7 separate regions of the Mus musculus genome follow, and all the other regions are linked to region 5. A link is a contact called in public ChIA-PET, Hi-C, HiChIP or PLAC-seq and promoter capture Hi-C data. All regions are on one chromosome and are shown on one strand. Each heading gives the region's core, a stretch centred on a gene start, on an enhancer-like site or on the middle of the called end of the contact. The rest is flanking DNA. Distances are from core to core; before and after follow the strand shown. Region 1 has its middle 12 kb from the start of Gm30624. Region 2 has its middle 18 kb from the start of Gm40763. Region 3 has its middle 85 kb from the start of Gm30624. Region 4 has its middle 11 kb from the start of Gm40763. Region 5 holds the start of Bbs10 (Bardet-Biedl syndrome 10 (human)). Region 6 holds the start of Csrp2 (cysteine and glycine-rich protein 2). Region 7 overlaps 1700020G17Rik (RIKEN cDNA 1700020G17 gene).

What was found. Promoter capture Hi-C pulls out the DNA fragments that hold promoters and counts their contacts. A called contact is a pair of places that touch in the nucleus more often than the background predicts. ChIA-PET counts read pairs in DNA pulled down with a chosen protein or histone mark. HiChIP or PLAC-seq counts read pairs in DNA pulled down with a chosen protein or histone mark.
Region 1: a FOXA1 HiChIP or PLAC-seq map of pancreatic cancer cells shows a contact between it and region 5. The contact joins the enhancer-like site here to the promoter of Bbs10 in region 5. A contact is called at or near these places in 3 of 39 promoter capture datasets (embryonic stem cells, macrophages and stem cell-derived epiblast-like cells), 1 of 484 Hi-C or Micro-C datasets (nephron progenitors), 2 of 115 datasets of contacts at active chromatin or transcription factors (embryonic stem cells and pancreatic cancer cells) and 1 of 9 other capture datasets (macrophages).
Region 2: a promoter capture Hi-C map of pre-B cells shows a contact between it and region 5, with 3 times the contacts expected there. The contact joins the enhancer-like site here to the promoter of Bbs10 in region 5. A contact is called at or near these places in 8 of 39 promoter capture datasets (the 3T3-L1 cell line, the C10 cell line, embryonic stem cells and 3 more), 1 of 15 datasets of contacts at CTCF or cohesin (pro-B cells), 9 of 484 Hi-C or Micro-C datasets (B cells, the G1E-ER4 cell line, embryonic stem cells and 1 more), 1 of 115 datasets of contacts at active chromatin or transcription factors (embryonic stem cells) and 1 of 9 other capture datasets (macrophages).
Region 3: an HNF4G HiChIP or PLAC-seq map of pancreatic cancer cells shows a contact between it and region 5. The contact joins the enhancer-like site here to the promoter of Bbs10 in region 5. A contact is called at or near these places in 1 of 39 promoter capture datasets (liver), 1 of 115 datasets of contacts at active chromatin or transcription factors (pancreatic cancer cells) and 2 of 9 other capture datasets (macrophages and pancreatic islet).
Region 4: a promoter capture Hi-C map of liver shows a contact between it and region 5, with 2.4 times the contacts expected there. The contact joins the enhancer-like site here to the promoter of Bbs10 in region 5. A contact is called at or near these places in 3 of 39 promoter capture datasets (the 3T3-L1 cell line, liver and neural stem cells) and 4 of 9 other capture datasets (adipose tissue, embryonic stem cells, liver and 1 more).
Region 6: a contact with region 5 is called in an RNA polymerase II ChIA-PET map of memory CD8 T cells, with 11 read pairs. The contact joins the promoter of Csrp2 here to the promoter of Bbs10 in region 5. A contact is called at or near these places in 1 of 39 promoter capture datasets (pre-B cells), 1 of 484 Hi-C or Micro-C datasets (embryonic stem cells), 1 of 115 datasets of contacts at active chromatin or transcription factors (memory CD8 T cells) and 1 of 9 other capture datasets (adipose tissue).
Region 7: a Hi-C map of the N1E-115 cell line shows a contact between it and region 5, with 4 times the contacts expected there. The contact joins the enhancer-like site here to the promoter of Bbs10 in region 5. A contact is called at or near these places in 1 of 39 promoter capture datasets (pre-B cells) and 4 of 484 Hi-C or Micro-C datasets (the Ba/F3 cell line, the G1E-ER4 cell line, the N1E-115 cell line and 1 more).

What each region holds. Positions count from the first base shown.
Region 1 is chr10:111,672,049-111,674,748 of GRCm38.p6, forward strand. No RefSeq gene overlaps it. Among named protein-coding and RNA genes, the nearest start is that of Gm30624, 12 kb to the right of the region's middle. Within about 2 kb of position 1,338, at least 155 of the 459 cell types and tissues checked have an H3K27ac peak or open chromatin away from gene starts, as enhancers often do. A contact at or near this core is called in macrophages, nephron progenitors, pancreatic cancer cells and 1 more, where this site is marked.
Region 2 is chr10:111,653,323-111,656,022 of GRCm38.p6, forward strand. No RefSeq gene overlaps it. Among named protein-coding and RNA genes, the nearest start is that of Gm40763, 18 kb to the left of the region's middle. Within about 2 kb of position 1,284, at least 31 of the 459 cell types and tissues checked have an H3K27ac peak or open chromatin away from gene starts, as enhancers often do. A contact at or near this core is called in pre-B cells and pro-B cells, where this site is marked.
Region 3 is chr10:111,768,519-111,771,218 of GRCm38.p6, forward strand. It overlaps the pseudogene Gm46193. Among named protein-coding and RNA genes, the nearest start is that of Gm30624, 85 kb to the left of the region's middle. Within about 2 kb of position 1,268, at least 35 of the 459 cell types and tissues checked have an H3K27ac peak or open chromatin away from gene starts, as enhancers often do. A contact at or near this core is called in pancreatic cancer cells, where this site is marked.
Region 4 is chr10:111,624,378-111,627,077 of GRCm38.p6, forward strand. No RefSeq gene overlaps it. Among named protein-coding and RNA genes, the nearest start is that of Gm40763, 11 kb to the right of the region's middle. Within about 2 kb of position 1,379, at least 18 of the 459 cell types and tissues checked have an H3K27ac peak or open chromatin away from gene starts, as enhancers often do. A contact at or near this core is called in liver, where this site is marked.
Region 5 is chr10:111,297,240-111,299,939 of GRCm38.p6, forward strand. Bbs10 (Bardet-Biedl syndrome 10 (human)) reads left to right here and starts at 1,440. Exons shown (of 2, transcript NM_027914.1): 1 at 1,440-1,668; 2 at 1,974-2,700. The coding sequence starts at 1,484. Osbpl8 (oxysterol binding protein-like 8) reads left to right here. Exons shown (of 24, transcript NM_175489.3): 24 at 1-8.
Region 6 is chr10:110,918,810-110,921,509 of GRCm38.p6, forward strand. Csrp2 (cysteine and glycine-rich protein 2) reads left to right here and starts at 1,367. Exons shown (of 6, transcript NM_007792.4): 1 at 1,367-1,445.
Region 7 is chr10:110,803,267-110,805,966 of GRCm38.p6, forward strand. The region is part of intron 2 of 1700020G17Rik (RIKEN cDNA 1700020G17 gene); the gene reads right to left. Among named protein-coding and RNA genes, the nearest start is that of Gm36808, 6.1 kb to the left of the region's middle. Within about 2 kb of position 1,320, at least 71 of the 459 cell types and tissues checked have an H3K27ac peak or open chromatin away from gene starts, as enhancers often do. A contact at or near this core is called in the N1E-115 cell line, where this site is marked.

The DNA of each region.
Region 1 (2,700 bases), core at 88-2,587, 370 kb after region 5:
ATAAAGATGCCACGCTGTTGAAGACTAAGCAGATTCTGTTGATGCTCCTGCCCTTCCGTCATGACTTCCGGGTTTCTCTACTTGAACTTCTTGACGTTTTGGGTCAGATTTTTCTGTGGGGAGATGTTCTGTCCATTGTGCGGGCTTTTTTTGGTGGCATCCTGGCCTCCCCATCCACCCGAGATGCCTGCAGTGTCTCCGTCATGACAGCTGCTGTCTGGGAAGCAAAAGTGCCCTCTTCCACACATAAGAGATTATCATTGAACCAGAAGATTAAAAAGGAAATGAGTTTATATGTGTTTATATGCATGCCTGTCTGTGCATGTAAACACGCCACTGCGGTCTGAACGTTTGGGTTCTCTCAAATTCTGTGTGGAAGCAAAATCAGCAACGCCATGACTTTGCATCACGGGGCTGTGGGAGAGGTGACTTTCTCCTTCCGTGTGTGGGGTGCAGCCCCTCCTGATGATACCCAAAGGTGGGCATTTGCAGTCATGTCCTATGAAGGCCCAGTGAGAAAGTGCCCTCTATGAATCAGGAAATACTCCTTCAAAAGACAGTGACTCTGCTGTCACTGGGCTTTAAGAACTGGGACTTTAAGAACTGTGGGGAGGAAATTGCTGTCACTTGTGAAATACCCAGTTCATGGGTTCTGTTCTGCCAACCTCAGCGGATGAAGACTAATTTTCTTCTTTCTCTGAGATGTGAAACTAACAGAGGCCTTTTACAATCTCCCTAGCTTCTCATGAATAGACGGGCAGCTCGGGTAACTTTGACTTAACAGACTGATTCTCCTTCCCTTCCACTTGAAAAGCTGATTCATCCTGAAGAATGGGGTGACAGCAGATCTGATCCTTGGCTGATTAGAGCTGAGTTGGAGAGAGGCTGTCAAACCGGATCTGCCGGGCTTCGCTCTATTGAGTGAGGTCATTCAGAGTGAAACTGGAGACTCTACTGTAAACACTTGACTCCAGCAAGGCATCCCAAGGGCACTTAGCGAAGTTGTTCCTGAGCCTTTAGGGCCTGGGGAGAGATTCAGTGGGTTGACTCATTTCATTTTATTTACTTTTTCTTCCAGTAAAATCTATATTTGTTTTGAAATAGTGGTGGAGGAATTGAGGACGTCAGAATGGTGTCCTTAGGGATGTATAAGGGACAGTGTAGAAGGGATACTTATAGCTGTGTCAAGTCATAAAAGCAAAAGGTGGGGAGCAACTTTAGAGTTCGATTATCTGCGTCCCCCAACCCATCCAACCCACTGCAATGGATCCTATAGGGGAATTGAGATTAGGCACTGACCAACCAGTGTTTGGTTACTCTCTCCTTTAGCAGAGTTTGGCAGAGTTGGTCAGTTTCCTGTTGTAACAGTCTTATCTGGGCTTCCTCTATATCATGCAGAACTCCCACCCCACCCCCACCCCAGTTTGTCTCTTTTTCAGGCTTCTCTTTGTGAGGCTGTGAATGGTGGATTTTCTACACAGTTTTCTTTCTTTCCTTTGAATGCCCCTTCCCTGAGTTTGCCAGGTCCCCCAAATGCTAAAAATCTATACTCCTAGTCCAGCATTTGTTTTTTGTTTTTGTTTTTTAATTCAAACCAGACTCGCATTTTCAATTATGTCATTAACCTTTCCTCCTAGATGTCTAACAGACATCTCAGACTGAACATGGCCCCAGTAGGGCAATTGTGCCCCTTTCATCTTGTAGTGCTGGCCAGTGGCCTCACTGGGTACCCTCTTTTCTCACTGTGGTCTTTTCATCGTCCCAAGAGTGACCCCATGAACATTGTTGAAAGCCATTTTCTTAGTCCTGTCTTTGAATGACATCCCATTGACCAAGAATAAAATTCCAGGTCATTTACAATGCTCACACGACTTCAAATACCCAGTGCTGGCATTTAGTCTAGGCTCTGCCCCACAGTTACCGGACCACAGCCAGATGTGCCTGCCTCACTATAAAAGGGGCTGCTTGCCCCCTCCTCTCCCTCTCTTGCTCTCTAGAGCTCTTGCTCCTTTCTCTTCTCCTCTTGCTCCTGCCCCCCCTCTCTAGAGCTTCTGTTGCTGCCCCCTCTCAACCCTCAGCTCTTAATTATAGGCCTTTCCCATCATCCACTCCCATGTCTCCTCACACCACTCGTCGACATTACAGACTAGGTTATACACTCTACGACATTTCTTCATGAAGTGAAGGGAAGCTCACGGAGAGGCTCTGTTCCTAGGTGCCTGGCAAACGGTAGGTGTGTAATGAACACGCATATATCACCCTGCGGGTATTTCTACAACAGGAGACTGGGCCACATCCTGACCTCCAGCCCTCTAGCTCAGCCTGCTGAAGAGAGGTAGCTGGAGGGAAGCACGCTAGTTCAGAAAAGATTCATTCACATAATTCGCAGGTATAGTCAGGGAAATGGTTGGGGCTGAACTCCTAGGTGACCCTTGAGCAATTTGGCTTTGATTTCTGCGGGAAGAGGCTGTGCTGGAGCTGGGCAGGTGCATTAAATGATTTGTAGGCATTTGGGTAACCTGTTCTGAGATTTCAACGTTAATTTTTTTTTCTATCACTGTAAATAAAAATCAACCCTTGTTGTCTAGATTTTCGGACCAGACCTTTCCTTCTCCCACTTGAAAATTAGAAAAAGGGAGCCAACATGAATCTGTTCTCTATTTGTTGTTATGTTATTATTATTGCTTATCATTGTTTACA
Region 2 (2,700 bases), core at 34-2,533, 360 kb after region 5:
GGGGATGTGTGTGTGTGTGAACACAGTGCCATAGTATGTATGTGGAGTTCAGAGGAGAGTTTTCAGGGGTTCACCCCTTCCACCTCGTGGGAGCCAGGGATTGAACTGAGGCCATCGGTCTTGGTGGCAAGCCCCTTTGCCTCCTGAGCCAACTCACCAGCACAGCTCATGGTCCTTGACATAGAGGGGATTTGCTGTGTCCGTGGAAATGAGCCATCGTCCCCGCTGCGTTGCAGTGCTGAGCAAATGAATCTAAAACTCAGGCTCCTTTCCCTCCAGCATGGGATGGAACTATTTCAGGATGGGTGAGAATATTCATGACTCCTCAAAAGGATGGACATTAGGACGTAAGGTTATTTACAATTATGAAAATAAATATTGTACAATTCTAAAAGTTAAGAGAATAGCTCTGGGGGCTGGTGAGATGGCTCAGGGGGTAAGAGCACCCGACTGCTCTTCCAAAGGTCCAAAGTTCAAATCCCAGCAACCACATGGTGGCTCACAACCACCTGTAACAGAGATCTGATGCCCTCTTCTGGTGCGTCTGAAGACAGCTACAGTGTACTTACATATAATAAATAAAAAAAAAAAAAAAAAAAAAAAAAAAAAGAGAATAGCTCTGTGTTGATATTGCCTTGGTTCTTAAGGGCAGGATTTGTGGAGCAGTGGGTAGGGAAGGCCATGGTGGGTCTAGCAGCCTGCACAACTGGGCTGGAAGGCTGCCTTTACTAGCACTTGTGACCTTGGGGTGTTAATTAATATCTCCTAGTCTGTCTCCTCACTTCAAAAATACTAGTGATAATACTGCTATCTCATGGGATTCTTCTAAGTCTAGAGATAAAGACGACCTTGTTAGAGCACAGTGCCAGCCATTAATTTACTTACTTACTTGAGATGGGGTCTTACCATGTAGCCAAAATTGGCCTCCACCTCTGTTTATAGCTCTTGATTGCCTTTGAACTCATAAGCCTTTTACCCCTGTGTCCCGAGTGCCAGGGTTACAGGCATGTACCTTCCTGCCAGACTGGTATTTATATTCTCTTCTGAGAAAATCCAGCCCAATTCTACAAGAACCTTAATTTCGTCTGCCGTTTCTCAAAAATCATTCCTTAATTTCCCCGGGGTGTCACAGACATGAGCTCCTTGGCTGGGTCATATGAAAACACTTCCCTGAATACGGAGAGATGCGGTCGCTCCAGCAACAGGAGTCCCGGTGGCACAGGTACCCTGCAATTATTTAAGCTAGCTACTCATATCCTCCCCGCAGAGTCTTTCTACAGAGAGCATGTGAGTCACAGAGGGAATACGGCCGTCATACTGAAGTACCGAACCATGACCTATGGCTTGCCAGTCACAAGAATGGGTCTCTGTTTGTGTTCAGTGCAAGTTTTTACCTGCTTTATTGTTCTTCTGACTTCGGGCTTGTCTTTAGTTCTTTCGACTGGAAAAGGGGGAAAAAAATCTCTGACAAGAGGAGTTCTTAAGCTGCCGTTCCAGTTGACGTGAAGCTAATTCTAACTCAGACTGTTTTGCTCCGACTGCCTCAGGGTGAGGCAAGACCCTGGCATTTCTACCTCTGTGCTTCAGTCACTTGCAAGTCTTCCTTAGGTTATGGTTCTTCCTCTCCCTTTACCGTGGGCACAGTGCCCAGGTGCAGAAACTCTCAGCAGGGAATAAGAAGGACTAAGCTAATTACCAGCTATTTCCTCTTTCCAGAGCATTGTATTACTACGGTCCCCAACCTGCTTTTACAGATGCCTACAGCACACTATGCGTGTGTTTGGGTAGATAGGAACGCTTTTGGGTCTGCTGATCATTGCAGGCTTATTGGGAGGTGTAGTTCAGATCACACATCGGCACCCACTGGCTTAGCTGGCACAGCTCAGGGACGTCTTGGATCTCTGTTTGTAAATTCCGAAGACTGTTTGTTGCAGGTTAGAGGACACCGGTTGCCAGTCCAGACACTTGATGCTTGTGATGCTTGGGTACAGAGAGCATTTCCTTCCCCAGCCTCACCTTCTCATCATTAACAAAGTGAACACTGGCCCTGGGTTATTAGCGAGGTTAGAGGGAAGTATAGGACTGTGGGGACAGTCGTGACAATTGTAGCAACATTTAATTAGAAGCAATAAGAAGCTGCCCAGTGATATTTCTTGCTTTTGGGTTTAGTTTATGTCCATGGCTCAGGACACTCATCTAAGTGCTAATAACATAAGAGAGCTCTTATCTCTGCTTCAGAAGCAGAGCACACACACATACACACACACACACACACACACACACACACACTCATACACACTCATACACACATAAACACACACACATATACATACTCACACACTCACACACACTCATACATACACACACTTACACACACACACACACACACTCATACACACATAAACACACACACATATACATACTCACACACTCACACACACTCATACACACACACACTTACACTCACACACACACACACACACACAAATGTATACACAGCCGTCAAATGCTTCTAGACAGCTGGGGTAAAGTGAGTGTGACAGGCACAGCCACAGGCCTGCTGGTCTCACTTGTGCCTTGGAGATACATGCAAAGAGTGACAAGCCCTAGACAAGATCTCAGTTCTCTCCCAGGCGAGCAGCCACCTGAGCTGCCCTGGCAGGAACTTCCCTGTTGTCTCCTTGTACAAAGGGGCCAGTT
Region 3 (2,700 bases), core at 18-2,517, 470 kb after region 5:
CCTCATGATACATTAAAGCCACAAAAACTTTCTCAACAACAACAACGATGATGACGACAACGACAACAACAAAAAGACACGTGGGCTACAGGTTGATAAAGATCTCAATTCTTCCTCCTTTGCCTTCCTTCATTTCCTGATAAATTTCAGGAAACATTCTCAAGTAACTATGGCCTCCTCAAGGCTCATAATTTCAAATCCTTTTGTCATTTGAAGGAGTTGGATGTTGTGTGCACTTTTAGAATAATCCCTTATGTTTTGAGTTGAACACATTTGAGAAGTTTTTCATCATCATTTAAAACATATTACTATTGTCAATGTGTGTGTGTATGCAGTGTATATGTGTGGTAATGTGTAGTGCGGTCTACGTGGAGGTCAGAGGACAAGTTTGTAGAGTTGGTTCTCTCCTAACACCTTTATAGGGGTAGAACTCTGGTGGCCATGACACCTTTACCTGATGAAACTTTTGCTGGCCCCATTTATTTATTTTTAAACTGTGGGCCTTACGTAGCACAGGCTGGCCTCCAAGTCATTGCTTAGTCAAGGATAACTGATCTTCTAATCCTCCTGCCTCTACCAACAGAGTATGGGACGACAGAATCTGCCTTCAACTAAGTTTATGTGGGACTGGGGATTGAATCTAAGAGCTCCATGCAAGCATTTTTGTTTGTTTGTTTTTTTGGGGGGGGGTGTTTTTGTTTTGTTGTTGTTGTTGTTGTTGTTGTTGTTGTTGTTTTTTGAGACAGGGTTTCTCTGTATAGCCCTGGCTGTCCTGGAACTCACTCTGTACACCAGGCTGGCCTCGAACTCAGAAATCCGCCTGCCTCTGCTTCCCAAGTGCTGGGATTAAAGGCGTGTGCCACCACCGCCCAGCTTCACGCAAGCATTCTTATCAACTGCACTGCTCCCCGACACCCGAGCTGTTCTTTAGGTAGAAGCTTTTTGAAACTACGAAAATGGTTTCTTAAAATTATTGACTATTGTCCTCATGCTGGCAATACAGAAGGAAAAGGCAAGGCCATAAAGTTTGAGAGAATGGGAATGGAAGAAAAAAGCAACCTACAGAACATTTCTTAGTAAATCATAATAACTACCATTCTCCGAAGTGTACCGCTGTGTGAACGTTTAGATCATGAATAAAGTCCGAACTGGTCTCCTGGAGACATGAAATTATGGAATGTGGAAAAAAGAAGGGCTGCAGGCAGAGCGGCTGTGATGTTCAAACTGGAATGCTTTCATTTTTAGGCATTCCTTTCAATAGAAGTAGTGAGTCATTTAGCTCTCCAGGGCTAGAGATAGCCCCCTCCCCGGCCACTGATTTTGTTTGAGGAGTATGAACCTAAGTGAAGACTGTGTCGTGAAGCTAGTGAACCTCAAATCCTCCATGTATCCCTCCTCAACTCTGAACCTCTGGGACAACCCCCCCCCCCCCAACATACACACTCTCTTGTCATGTTTAAAGCCCACCTCTGCGTTTCCACGGGGAGCAATCATCAGCGGGAAGTGATGAGGGTAACAGATACAAGCTCCCACTCTGCAGCAGCTGGGTCACCAGAGGGTTTAGCACTCAGGAGGAAACTTCACTTGCTCAGCTATTTACTTTCTTCCCCTTCCTACCTCATAACTGGCAGTTCTATTATTTAATTGTTTGACATTCATTTACCTAGTGCATGTATGTGTGTGCATGAATGGAGGTCAGAGGACAGAGGAGGGAGTTGGCACCCCTCTTAGGTGGTTTCCTGAGGTTGAACTGAGGTCATCAGGCTTGGCAGCACGCCAAACTACCACGCTACCAAACTCTCTTTCTAGCTCATTCTTTTTCCCACTTGATCATGATTGTTTTCTTCTAAAAACAAGAGTCACCAAACCTCTGAAAAGGACCAGATATAAAATATTATTGTACTTACCAGTCATACAGTCTTTGCTATAAATGCTCAACTCTGCCATTGTGTGTAAAAGTAGGCATAGGCAAATATTAATGAATGGACATATGTTCCAACAAAGCTATACTTGTAGACACTAATATTTGGACTTCATACCATTTCATGTGTTGGGAAATAACGACCCTCCTTTTGATTCCCCCACTAGTGTCATTATTCTTATCTCAGAGACTATTTTAAAATGGCTAACAAACCTTATTACCCTAGTTGGCTATAGCTTTGTTAGCCTTTGCCATAAACTGTTACGTGAGAATCCATACATTGGACTGGTACTGTCAGACAGTATGTCATGAGCATATGTAAGTGATCTTGGGTGTGGCAATAAAGGGAGATTCTGTTGTGCATGTCTAGCAAGTTACCAGATGATACAGCCGCTGGAGACCCACACATCACACCTTGAGCGGCATGGCTTACAAGCATCACACAGTTAGGTCTATCCATGGAAGGGTCTGATTTTGAGAGGGACTGGGCAGAAGTGGAGAACTGTGGTAGAGCCGAGTTGGCCTGTCTAAGTCAGGCTTGGAGAGGTTAGATGCAGGAAGACGTGGGAATAGGGGCTCAGTAGGGTGGTGACTTTTTCTCACCACTGTGGTAATATTTGACAAAAGAAATGTAAGGAAGGAAGGGTTTATTTTTATGTCATCGTTTCAAATACTTCAGTCGACTATAACAGGGAACGGATGACCCTGTGCTTGCATTGAAATCTTATCTGTGTCATGGCTGGAGGCAGGCTTGTTCTGTGTCATGGCCGGAGGCCAGG
Region 4 (2,700 bases), core at 129-2,628, 330 kb after region 5:
ACTTAAAACAAGAAAGAAAAGAGAGATAACATCTAAAAAAAATTGGAAAATATGGTTTCCTCCTTCATTTTGTTTTTCTTCTGGCTTTGTTAGTGGGGGTTTTTGAAAACAGTTCCGAGTTTGATTGTAAGCTTGGTTGAAAGAGATTTGGCTTCTCTTTTATTATCTTTTTTTTCCCTAAAAGATTCATTTAACTTATAGTTCTTTGTGAAATAATTTGAAACCACCGGCTGGAAAATTGCATTAAAAAAAAAAAAACAAACCCTCCGGCCCTCAAGGTTGTGGTGAAATGTCAAGGAGACTGCTTTTTTAGGGGTGGGTGTTGTGACAACCCAGTATTGTGCTAAATGAATAGTGACAGCGAGCAGGATAGGAAACGGTCTCCTCAGGGGGCAGAAACTGAAAACCAGCTTTGAGAAATCTTTTGTTCAAAATGATTACAGACTAATTGTAAATAGCCCGGAAAAGACGCTTAACAAGGAAAAGCAGCCGGGCTAAGATGCTCTGATGCAGGGGAAGTCAGCTCCTGCTGCTGAACAGGGATGTGTCTGTGAGCTTCTAGCCTGCAGAAGTGACTCCTGTGAATGTATTTAGTTATTTTTGGTGTTCCAAGACAGAGTTTCTCTGGGTAGCCCTGGCTATTCCGGAATTGCTTTGTAGACTAGGCTGGCCTTGAATGCAGAGATCCACCTGCCTCTGCCTCCTGAGTGCTGGAATTAGAGGCCCAAATCCTTTGCATGATTTCCAAATTAGACTATTTTTTTTTTTAGATTTATTTATTTTATTCTATGCATATGAGTACTGTGCCCATCTGCATGTGTGTATGTGTACCACCCTCATCCCTGGTATTTGCAGAGGTCAGAAGAGAACATAGGACTCCTGGTACTGGAGTTACAGATGGTCATGAACCACCGTGTGGGTTCTGGGAACTAAACTGTGAGTCTCTTCAAGAGAAACAACTGCCCTTATCCTCTGGGCCATTGCTCCAGCCCATGATTTTTAAATTTTGTTCTGGCAATTGAATCTGGTGTCCAAAACAGAGCAAGAAAATTCTGGAGGAGTCTATACTGTGGAAGCATCGCTCGCTGTCAGCAGGATAATCAGTGGGAAGGGTATCCATTTTGAACGTCTTTACCTTGAGGCTACACTTTAGGAATGTAGGCTGAGAAACCAGGCCAGCCAGATGGAAACTCTCTGAGAGCCCATTCTAGTATTGATGCTAGGGATTCCCAGTGAAGATCCGTTCTTGAGGTGTGTGGTGGCAGTCCATGTGTGTGCGTGTATGTGTGTTCCTCTTAGCCAGGCTAGGCTAGGCAGTGTCCCAGTGACAAACTAAGTCCTTAGCAGCTTACATAACACAGCTCTACTGCTCTTTTGCTGTTGTGATTTTGAAAGTGCACACATCTCAGGCACGGGTTCTGTTTGCCCATGCAATCCGGGTCATAGGTAGATGAGGAGCGGCGAACACTATCCATTACCGTGCCACAGTAGCCGAGAAAGGTCTTAGATGTCTTGTACTCTCAGTGGTCTCGGTACGATGAAAGTGACTTATTTTTGTTAACTTACCGTTGCTAGCCACAAGCAATCATATGGTTCTATGCAGCTGTTAAGGGGCCGGGAAAAGCAATCCTATCCTTTATGATGTTGCTCTGTTGGTTCAGGAACTATACAACAGTCATGGGGTAGTCGGACTGTGGTCCCACACTGCCTGCTCTTTAGTTGCTTTCCCACATGGGATCCTTTGGTAGGACTGAACCTGACAGGGAAATCACACTAAACGTGTTCTCTGCTAGGTTGATGAATAACTCAGTAGGTACAGATGCTTGCCACCAAGCCTGATGACACAAGGTCCATCCTGGTACCCGTGTGGTGAAAGAGAGAAGGGTTCCTGGACGTTGTCCTCTGAGCGCTGATCTCTAACCTCTACACCTGTCCACAATGTTTGTGTGTGTGTGTAAAATTAAAATTAAAAGAATTTAGCTATGATAGATAATACACCATACGATAAGTCATACATTTAGGATGGCCTCTTTTTCTTTCTTCCTTTTTATTTTTCTGGTTTTCTGAGACAGGGTTTCTCTCACTCTAGACCAGGCTGGCTTCGAACTCACCTGAGATCTACCTGCCTCTGCCTCCTGAGTGCTGGGATTGAAGGCCACCACTGCCCAAGTAGGATGACCTCTTTAGGGTGACCTTTTAGGGATTTCTTTAACATTAGAGTAGACATTTCACCCCTGTTATAGAATTGTATTTAAAATGATCAGAAATAATTCCTCCTTATGTATTAATACATTCAAAGTTATCTCAGTTTGGCATATTGGAGCTGGTTTTCTTTGGCGGGAGGTCTCTTTTCATATTTTATCCTACTTTTTAGGCATCTGGGGATTTTGTTTTGAAAAAGGCCCATGGAAGGAGACTCAGTCTGAAGACTTGGTCTTTGTCAGACAGACAGACAGACAGACAGACAGACTCATAAAGACAGACTAACTCATAAAGTAGATGAACAGGAGAAAATAAAGGGAGCTATGGCCGATTTCTTGAACTTTAATTGTGTGCCTCCGAGTTGGTCTCAAGATGGTCAGATAAGAGTGATTCTAATATCTGTCTCTAGTTTCTCTTCATAAAGGACACAATGGCAATGTGTGCCAGGACAATTAGTCCCAAATGAGTTATTTCTTGTTATTTCTTGTGGTCAGACCA
Region 5 (2,700 bases), core at 190-2,689:
AAAAGAGCAATCTGTGATCCAGTGACTCTTGATATAATGTATTAATGCATAATGTACTAAATTAATCCTCTTATTTTTTATTGTGTGTGTGAAAAAGATGGGTACAGGCTTGACAGGAATTTTGACAATCTCTAATATATGTTTTACTTGATACTTTATATTCTTTTAAAATAAGTGGAGTTTATACATATTTTATACATTAAAGATGAGGCTCAGCATATCTAAATGACCCCAAAAACTACACAGTAAGAATAAAGGCGGTCTGTCTTTCTCAGGTAAAAGCCTCCTGAATCACGACTACACAGTGCACTTGATTGTACTGTTTAAATGTTTGAAATATCCCACTATTTCAGTCTAAAGATAATGTCCAGTGATGAATGCAACCAAGAAAAAACACTGAAGCAGTATCATTAGACACTGAAATGCTGTTCTCCTCCCGGTCGTTTACTACTGAGTTATTGAGGAAACCTCAGGAAGGCTTTACTCATGATTTTGTCTTCCTTTCACCTCATTCTAACTTGTCCCTCAGAATCCTCTTGCCCGTGTGGGGTAAGGACACTGCTGTCAGTGTTAAACGTCATTGAATATCTATCTACAAGATCACTTTCCTGCTAACATTGACAGCTTTGTTCTGCATTCATTTCTTGTGGGTATGACAGCCTGGGTAATGATCCACCATGAGAATTTTGTGAGTAAATGACAAATACTTGGCTGTACTTCGAGTTAGAAACAGTACAAAAACTAACTTATCCACCTCGGAACTTTAAAGGTTTTTTTGGTTTTGTTTGTTTTGTTTTGTTTTACCAACTTGTTTGTTTTAAATGAGGAAAGCAGAGACAGATGGTCTCTGGCTGAAAGAAGCCCTTTAGCTATGAATCCAGCGCTCGTGCGCTCCCTAAAGCCTTTGTGTTTTACTGGGTGAAACATTTCTGCTTTGGGATGGTATACAGTACAAATGACAAATACAATTGATCATCGATGTGAATAAAAGGCAAACATCTACTTCTGCTCAAGTGGTTTAACTAGGTGGGGTTTCGTCCATACCTGAACACACACAAGGTAGCACACCCCAGCGGAAGCCACGAGCCTAGAAATGGCTATGCCCAAGCTCTCTCCGCCTGCCCTGCATTCTAAAACCGTTTGCTTGAAGGCAAGGAGAGCAAACTACACGGCAGGGGCACTAGAGAAGTAAGCTCGAGATGGGGCGGTAATCACGCCCCCGAGCCCGAGCCCTTCCCTGCAGAGACCTAGCGGTTGCAGTGGCCAGGGAGGCCCGCGGGACGTGAACCAGGAAAGTAAGGACGTCCCAGGACCACTCGAGTCTCCGCCCACCGCTGGCGGGGCTCCACCCCACCGAGGGGCATAGAGCTCTTCCGCCAATCGATGCCAAAGCTACTGCTCTTCCGCCGTTTTCCCCGCCTCTTCCGTTTCCGCCCTTCTGCGGGCCTGACCTAACGGAAGCGTTACCCGTGGTTCCTTACCCATGGCGTCCCAGGGGTCGGTGACGGCGGCTTTGCGGGTGGCCGAGGTGCTGGAGAGCATCGCGAACCGCTGCGTGGGGCCCGAGGGCGGCCAAGTGTTGTGTACGAAGCCCACCGGCGAGGTGCTGCTTAGCAGGGATGGAGGCTGCCTCCTGGAGGCGCTGCACTTAGAGCATCCCTTAGCCAGGTACCTCACTTCTCCTGCCCTCCACTAGGCGCGCATCTCCCTCAATCTCCCATCCCATCCTGAGGCCGTGGACCTGGATAAAACCAGTGTAGACATCAGAGAGCTGCCCAAACTACTAGTCCCGAGCCCCAAACCTCATCACGTGCACAGAACACTTCTTACTCTTTCCCCATCCCTGAATGAAGTAGTTAAAGGAAAAGTAAAGCAAAGCCTATATGTCAAAAGGACAATCTGTGTGCCTTATAGCTATGAAAATGTGGATTTAACCCAGAAAATCTGAGTTATTTTTTTCCCTTCCTATACAGGATGATAGTGGCGTGTGTTTCCAGTCACCTTAAAAAGACAGGAGATGGTGCTAAGACATTTATTATTTTTCTTTGCCATTTACTCAGAGGACTTCATGCAATCGGAGAAAAAGGAAAAGATTCATTCACTTCTGAAAATATTCAGAGCCATGAAAGGCATTGGAAAAACTGTTGTCAGTGGAAATCTATTTCCCAGGCTCTGCAAACGTTTCAGACACAAACCCTAGGTTGTATTGTAGACCGGAGTTTAAGCAGGCACTACCTGTCTGTCTTTTCTTCATCCACTGAAGGAAGAAAACTGTGCAGGCACTCGCTAGAGTTGCTCCTGGAAGCATACTTTTGTGGAAGAGTGGGAAGAAACAATCACAGATTCATTTCACAGTTGATGTGTGACTACGTTTTCAAGTGTATGGCTTGTGAAAGTGGGGTTGAAGTATTTGAGTTGTTGGATCACTGTTTTGCAGAGTTGAATGTTGGCGTGACAGGCCTTCCTGTTTCAGATTCTAGAATCATAGATGGCCTTGTGCTTCCCAGGGACTTTTCTATGTACTGCCCAGCAGATGGTGACATTAGGATGGTGATAGTAACAGAAATCCTCCAGCCTCAGTTTTCATCGGCTGGCTCGGAGTTTGTTCTCAATTCAGAAACACAGTTTCAGGCATCTCAGTGCTGGATCACGGACAGGACAAAAACAGTAATGAACCACTTGCGTGGTCAGAATGTAAAA
Region 6 (2,700 bases), core at 117-2,616, 380 kb before region 5:
GCTTGCTGAAAAAAAGGGAACATGAACTACCCTGCTTCCTTCAGTGAAAACAAACCAGAAGCCCCTCCCGTAAGAAGTGCAGCAAGCTGCGGAGGTAAAGCAAACAGATCGGAATCGTGAATGTAAGAATTGCTGGTATTTAGAAAAGCTCACAGCAGGCACCCATGCTTTCAAACTCCTGCCGCAATCTGGGGGAGATGTCAATCACTACTTGCACTGTTTTTCAACAGTCCTTGGTGGACAGAGAATCTGGCTGCAATTACGAGCTTATTTTGGATTGGGCCCAGCATACGACATAAAAAGGCATAAACCAGGCCTGTACTTTGTCACCGGAGGGGCCTTCCTCAACTCTGCCTCCTCCTACCCCCCCTAACAGGGCCTTTGGCAACGTAAGCGGGAAATTTTTTATTGTCGCAACGCGAGGGTACTGGCATCTATCAGTTAAAGTCATCCTAACCCCCACCAAAGAACTAGGCTATTAACAGCATGATGTTGCGCCTGGATGAAAGGGGTGATCGATTTGTGACAGAGGGGAGTAGTTTTGGTCGCTGCCTATTGCGGCGTGGAGGTCACCACTCTTCAAATACTAATTCTTAGGGCAACCCACTACTGATGACAGAGAAGTGGATCACCAAATGTCCTAGAATACAAACCAGATAGAGATGACATTATTTTGCTTTTTGTCTAGAACAATAATATGTCACCTCAAGCCCAGATTTTAGGTCCTTTCTGCTGTCTTCGCCGGCGAGACATCCCTGGACTTTTCGGACAACTGCAAACAATTGCAAACTGAAACCCGAAGCCTTTTGGCGCCAGGGTTTCTGCGTGGGTTGTGGGTTTCTTCCCCCCTCAGCAAAGAGTGGTGGGGGAAAGCAAAACACTTGGGGAATGAGGTGTTTTCATAACGTCATTTGTTTAGTCTAGATGAGGAATGCAGCTCTTTCGCGACAGGAAAGCTGCGGATTCCAGAAGCCGGGATTCTGACCAGAGACTATCCTGCACCGGGGAGTCCTGCACCCCGGAGGCTAACATATGGCGTTTGTGCAGTAAAGGGTGGCGGGAATCCCACGGGGCGACACCGGATCTCGCTGGCTCCGGGCCGATCCTGAGTGCTCCGGACGTCCCGGGACCGGCGGGTAGGAGCAGCCGGAGACGGTGGGAGACTCGGACGCGCGGGAAGCCGCAGGAAGAGGCGGGATTCCGGTCTTTTGTCTCGGGGCCAGAGCTCGAAACCCGCAGCGGGAGCCCAGCTCAGCGGGCCGGGCGGAGACCATCGCACACCCCGAGGGGCATGACCGATGATGGGCGTGGCGAACAAGGCCACGCCCAACATAAGTCTTTAAAAGCGGGCACACGCGCTCCCGCCAGTCTCCGGATCCGCCCGCGGCTTTCCTCGGTCAGACCTCGTTAGCTCCGCCCGCCGCGTGCTCCCTCCTCCCACTCGGGTGAGTCCTAGGAAGCCTGCAGCCCCGCGGTCCCTGTCATCTCCACCCCTGCTCCTGACTATGCTTCCACCCGTCCTCTCACTTCTGCCCCAATGCGGGGTCCACTAGCACACCTGCTGTCGCCCCCAGACCATCCCTGCCCTGGGACCTCATGTCCTTGGGGCAGGTAAATCATCCCCTGTGACCTTTAATTTTCCATCCTGTTCTCTGGGAGAGAGGCGAGCTGGGAGTTTCTCGTGGCCGCCAATGCCTCTTTTTGTAGCCCCAGGCTCCCTCCCAGGGCTGATTCTCCCCTTCGGGTAGGAGGGGTTAGAGGCTTCGGGGCTCCAGTGCCCCAAGGGTGTGTCTGCCCAGCCCTGACGACCTTCTCGGGAATTGGGTGGGTACTCTGGGGTGGTGGGCGTCTCCATACCCTCTGAGCTCCAGTTCTCCTGTGGCGAAACGGAGCTCCTGGCCATCGCCTTTGTTCGGTGGTCTCTGCCCACCCGGCACAGAAGGAACCATAGTGAAATTCTAGTTGAACATTCCTAGCTTTTCCTGGTGCTTTCTACCTTTAAAGTACAAACAAGGATACAGCATTGCTTGGTTCTGAAATTCTGCAACAGGTCCTAAAAGTCACAGTATGGGTTCAGAGCTAGATAATAGTTATAGGCATCCGTGAGGTAAGGGGTGAGGTGAGGGGAGAGCTCTTGAAACTTCTGCCCCCTTGGAAGCCAGGACTTTGAACTTTATTTGTTTACCTGATTACTTTTTGAGTAAATATTTGGTTTGACCTGTTTTGTTTGAGTCGCATACATTTTTACTTTATTAAATGCTTTTCAGTTCGGGGCGGGGGGGGGGCTGGGTGTAGTAATTTTTTAACTTGGGCAGCGAAAATAGTTAAATTATTGACTTTTTCAATGCGTGCTTAATCTCTACTTACATAAAACCAAAGAATCCAAAAAGGAAGTGATTCTTGTACCCAGATTCTTCAAGAAAGATTTAAACGGTAGATTTCAAAAGAGAGACTCATACAATCTCAACACTGCATACAAGTGACATTTGGGACCCTATTCTCTGCCATTGCCTTGTAATTGTTACTGATAATTCCTTCATTACTCCTCAAGGCTGTTTGACCCCACTTTTTATAGCCAGGTTGCCATAGACGTATACATCCCATGAGTCTCTGGAACACTGTTTGCTTAGTTATCTTGAATATGTTGGAGCACACCTCGGTGCTTGTTAACTGAATAAAGAAGGCGGGAACAGACAAGGC
Region 7 (2,700 bases), core at 70-2,569, 490 kb before region 5:
AGGACAAAGTTTAGGTGTGCCAGGTATACTGGAGTTAAAGCGCTAGAGGAGTGTCACGGTGGACACAATGTGGCCTGTGGTCATTTAACATAAAATAAATGGTAACGTTACGGCGGGAAACCCTGTACCAGCCCCACTGTTACATCTCGACAGTGCCGATTTAGTCAAGTAAGAGAGAGTGCACTGGGGTGCAATTTAATGTTACAGAAGATTTTCATGAACTTGAAAGTCAAATAAAGAACCAAAGGGATTTTATTTGATACTTAAAAATACGGAGTAGGAGTTAAGTCCGCCTGAGTGAGCAGTCAGAACTCATAATGACTGCACTCCGAACACATCTATTACAGAACAGTAGAATGCTTGGATGGCATTAGCCACGAGGTGGCACTTACCGGGTGGGGACTCATACAGCTGGCACAGGTGGGAGGTGTGTAAGGACAAGGCAAAATAGAAGAAGCCAAAGAACAAGTTAACTCTCCTTGCCTGCTGTAATCTGTGGTATAGAAGCTAAAGGCCAAGAAACGAGCAAAAAGCAGAATTTAGGAGTTAGTGATCGTCCCAGGACAACAGCAGCAAGCTGATTGATCGGTGGAAATAGACCCCTTTGGGGTTGGTTATTCTCGGCTGTGACTGATCCAGCTGTCTCCAAGATAAGTATGGCAGACTGCACCTTCGCGTAATTCCTCACTGTGAAGTGTCCCCGAGACACAGAAGTGATGCCATAACTCGAGCTGATTGAGAAAACTCAAATGGGGCTGTTTTGTAGTGTTCCATGAAAGTGGGTCTGAGGGTTACTCTCCCTCTATGCAATACCTAAGAATATGGAAAGATTCTCTCTCTGAGCATCCTCCCAGGGACCAGTGGGCAGCACGAACTTTGGACTGAGGTTCTACCACTTGATTTCCGGAATCTGGAAGCGTGTGTTAAAACATGGAAAGGGGAACAACAAATGTTGCTTTTGTGAGATTGGTGGGTCGGTAAAGTAAACATAATATTGAAACACAGAAGTGTCTGTCCTAGGTTGAGGTGGGACCTGAGAAACTGATCAAATCTAGATGCAGAGTGAGAGGATGGCTAATCAAATCCAGATGCAAGGGAAGAGGATGGCTAATCAAACCCAGATGCAATGGGAGAGGATGTGGTCTCCTGGGCGTGCTGCTATTGTAGCTGAAGGACCGTTCCATGGAGAGAAAGAATAAGAGCCATGATGCGGGACAAGAAGGGGGCCAGGAAGTTGGCAAGGGTGCTCTGAGCAACTGTTGGAACACCCCTGCCCCGTGGGCGGCCCATACTGTGGTTATTGTACCGTTGTTACAGGGTCTATTCATTGTCCTGAACACTCAGTCATGAGTCAGTCAGTCCTGACAAAACCTTAGTGTGATTGCCATCCCACATTCTAAATGATTCATGAAGGCTCAGGGAGATTAAATGAATGAATTATTGGTGTTGGAATGGAAGACCATAGTCTTAACTAATGGCTCCATCACCCTTTATGCACGCGTTATTCCTGAAGGTGGGGATATTATGCCATCGTAGACAAGACTCATACCGTCGACTCCAAAGTATAAGGATATTCTGTATTTAGTGAAATGCAGTGCTAGTATTATCTATTGTTACCAATCTGACATACTCTCCCCAAACCCTCTAGCATTATCCCCATTCTGCAAAGATCTGGAATCCCAAGTCCTTGCTTTTAACTGTAGAGCATTTCAGTCTCAAAGTTAGAGATGGGGAGGGTGGGTGATGGGGGAATGAATTGGCTTAATCCCTGGCTTATAAAAACCAAGGTTATTATAACCTAGTTAAACATTTTCAAAATTATTCACATATAAAATGAAACTGTCAAATCTTTCTCCACCTCCCTTCTGAGTCAGGTCTGAAGGCAGGCAGGCAGCCACTGAGGACCCACAGCCTGCTGGCAGGCGGTCCCGGCACATACTTGCTGACACAGCTCAAACGTCTAACTTACGTAACTTTTTTTATTTCCAAAGGAGACCTTTAAAAATACTTCCCTTTAGAGAGTAACCACAAGGAGAGGTTATACCTTGAGAAAACAAGCTGAAATAGAGAAGATAGAGCCTTTTGAAAATATTATTTTACTTTTTTACAAGTCAGAAACCATATGGAATTTCCACCCTCACACAGCACATTGATGACTTTGCCTGGCTTTCTGGAAACCTGACCCTCCAGGCTCCAAGCTCAGGAGCTTCTAGAGATGAGCTGCTGTCTGGAACTGATTCTGACAAGATGGGGCTGTCCACTCCCAGGAAGGGAGCTTGTGAAGACAGAGGTCAGAGACATCGGATTTTGATCCCTGGTGCCTTGACCTGATCTTGCTTCTCAAAATCATAATTTAGCTAATGCTGGTCTAGTAAGGCATTCCTCATGCCCTTAGCTTTTGCTTTTGAGAGTTACCAAGGATAGGACAGCACACTGCTCAGTCAGCCTGTGTGTTTCACATCTCTCTACAAGCAGTCAACCAGATAAGAACGATGAATGAGGCATGGTAGCCACGGTCCTCATTTGGTGTCCTGTGGCTTCATCTATCCTAGCTGGACATGGCTGGGGGTGGGGGGTGGGGGGGTTAAGAGCAAGCTGTTTTTCACTGAAGGGTTTTCACTCACTCAGTCAGAAGCCGAGCCATATCGTTACAAAGCCATGCAAGCTAGAGCAAGCCAGCATGTATTTCCAGTATTAGAT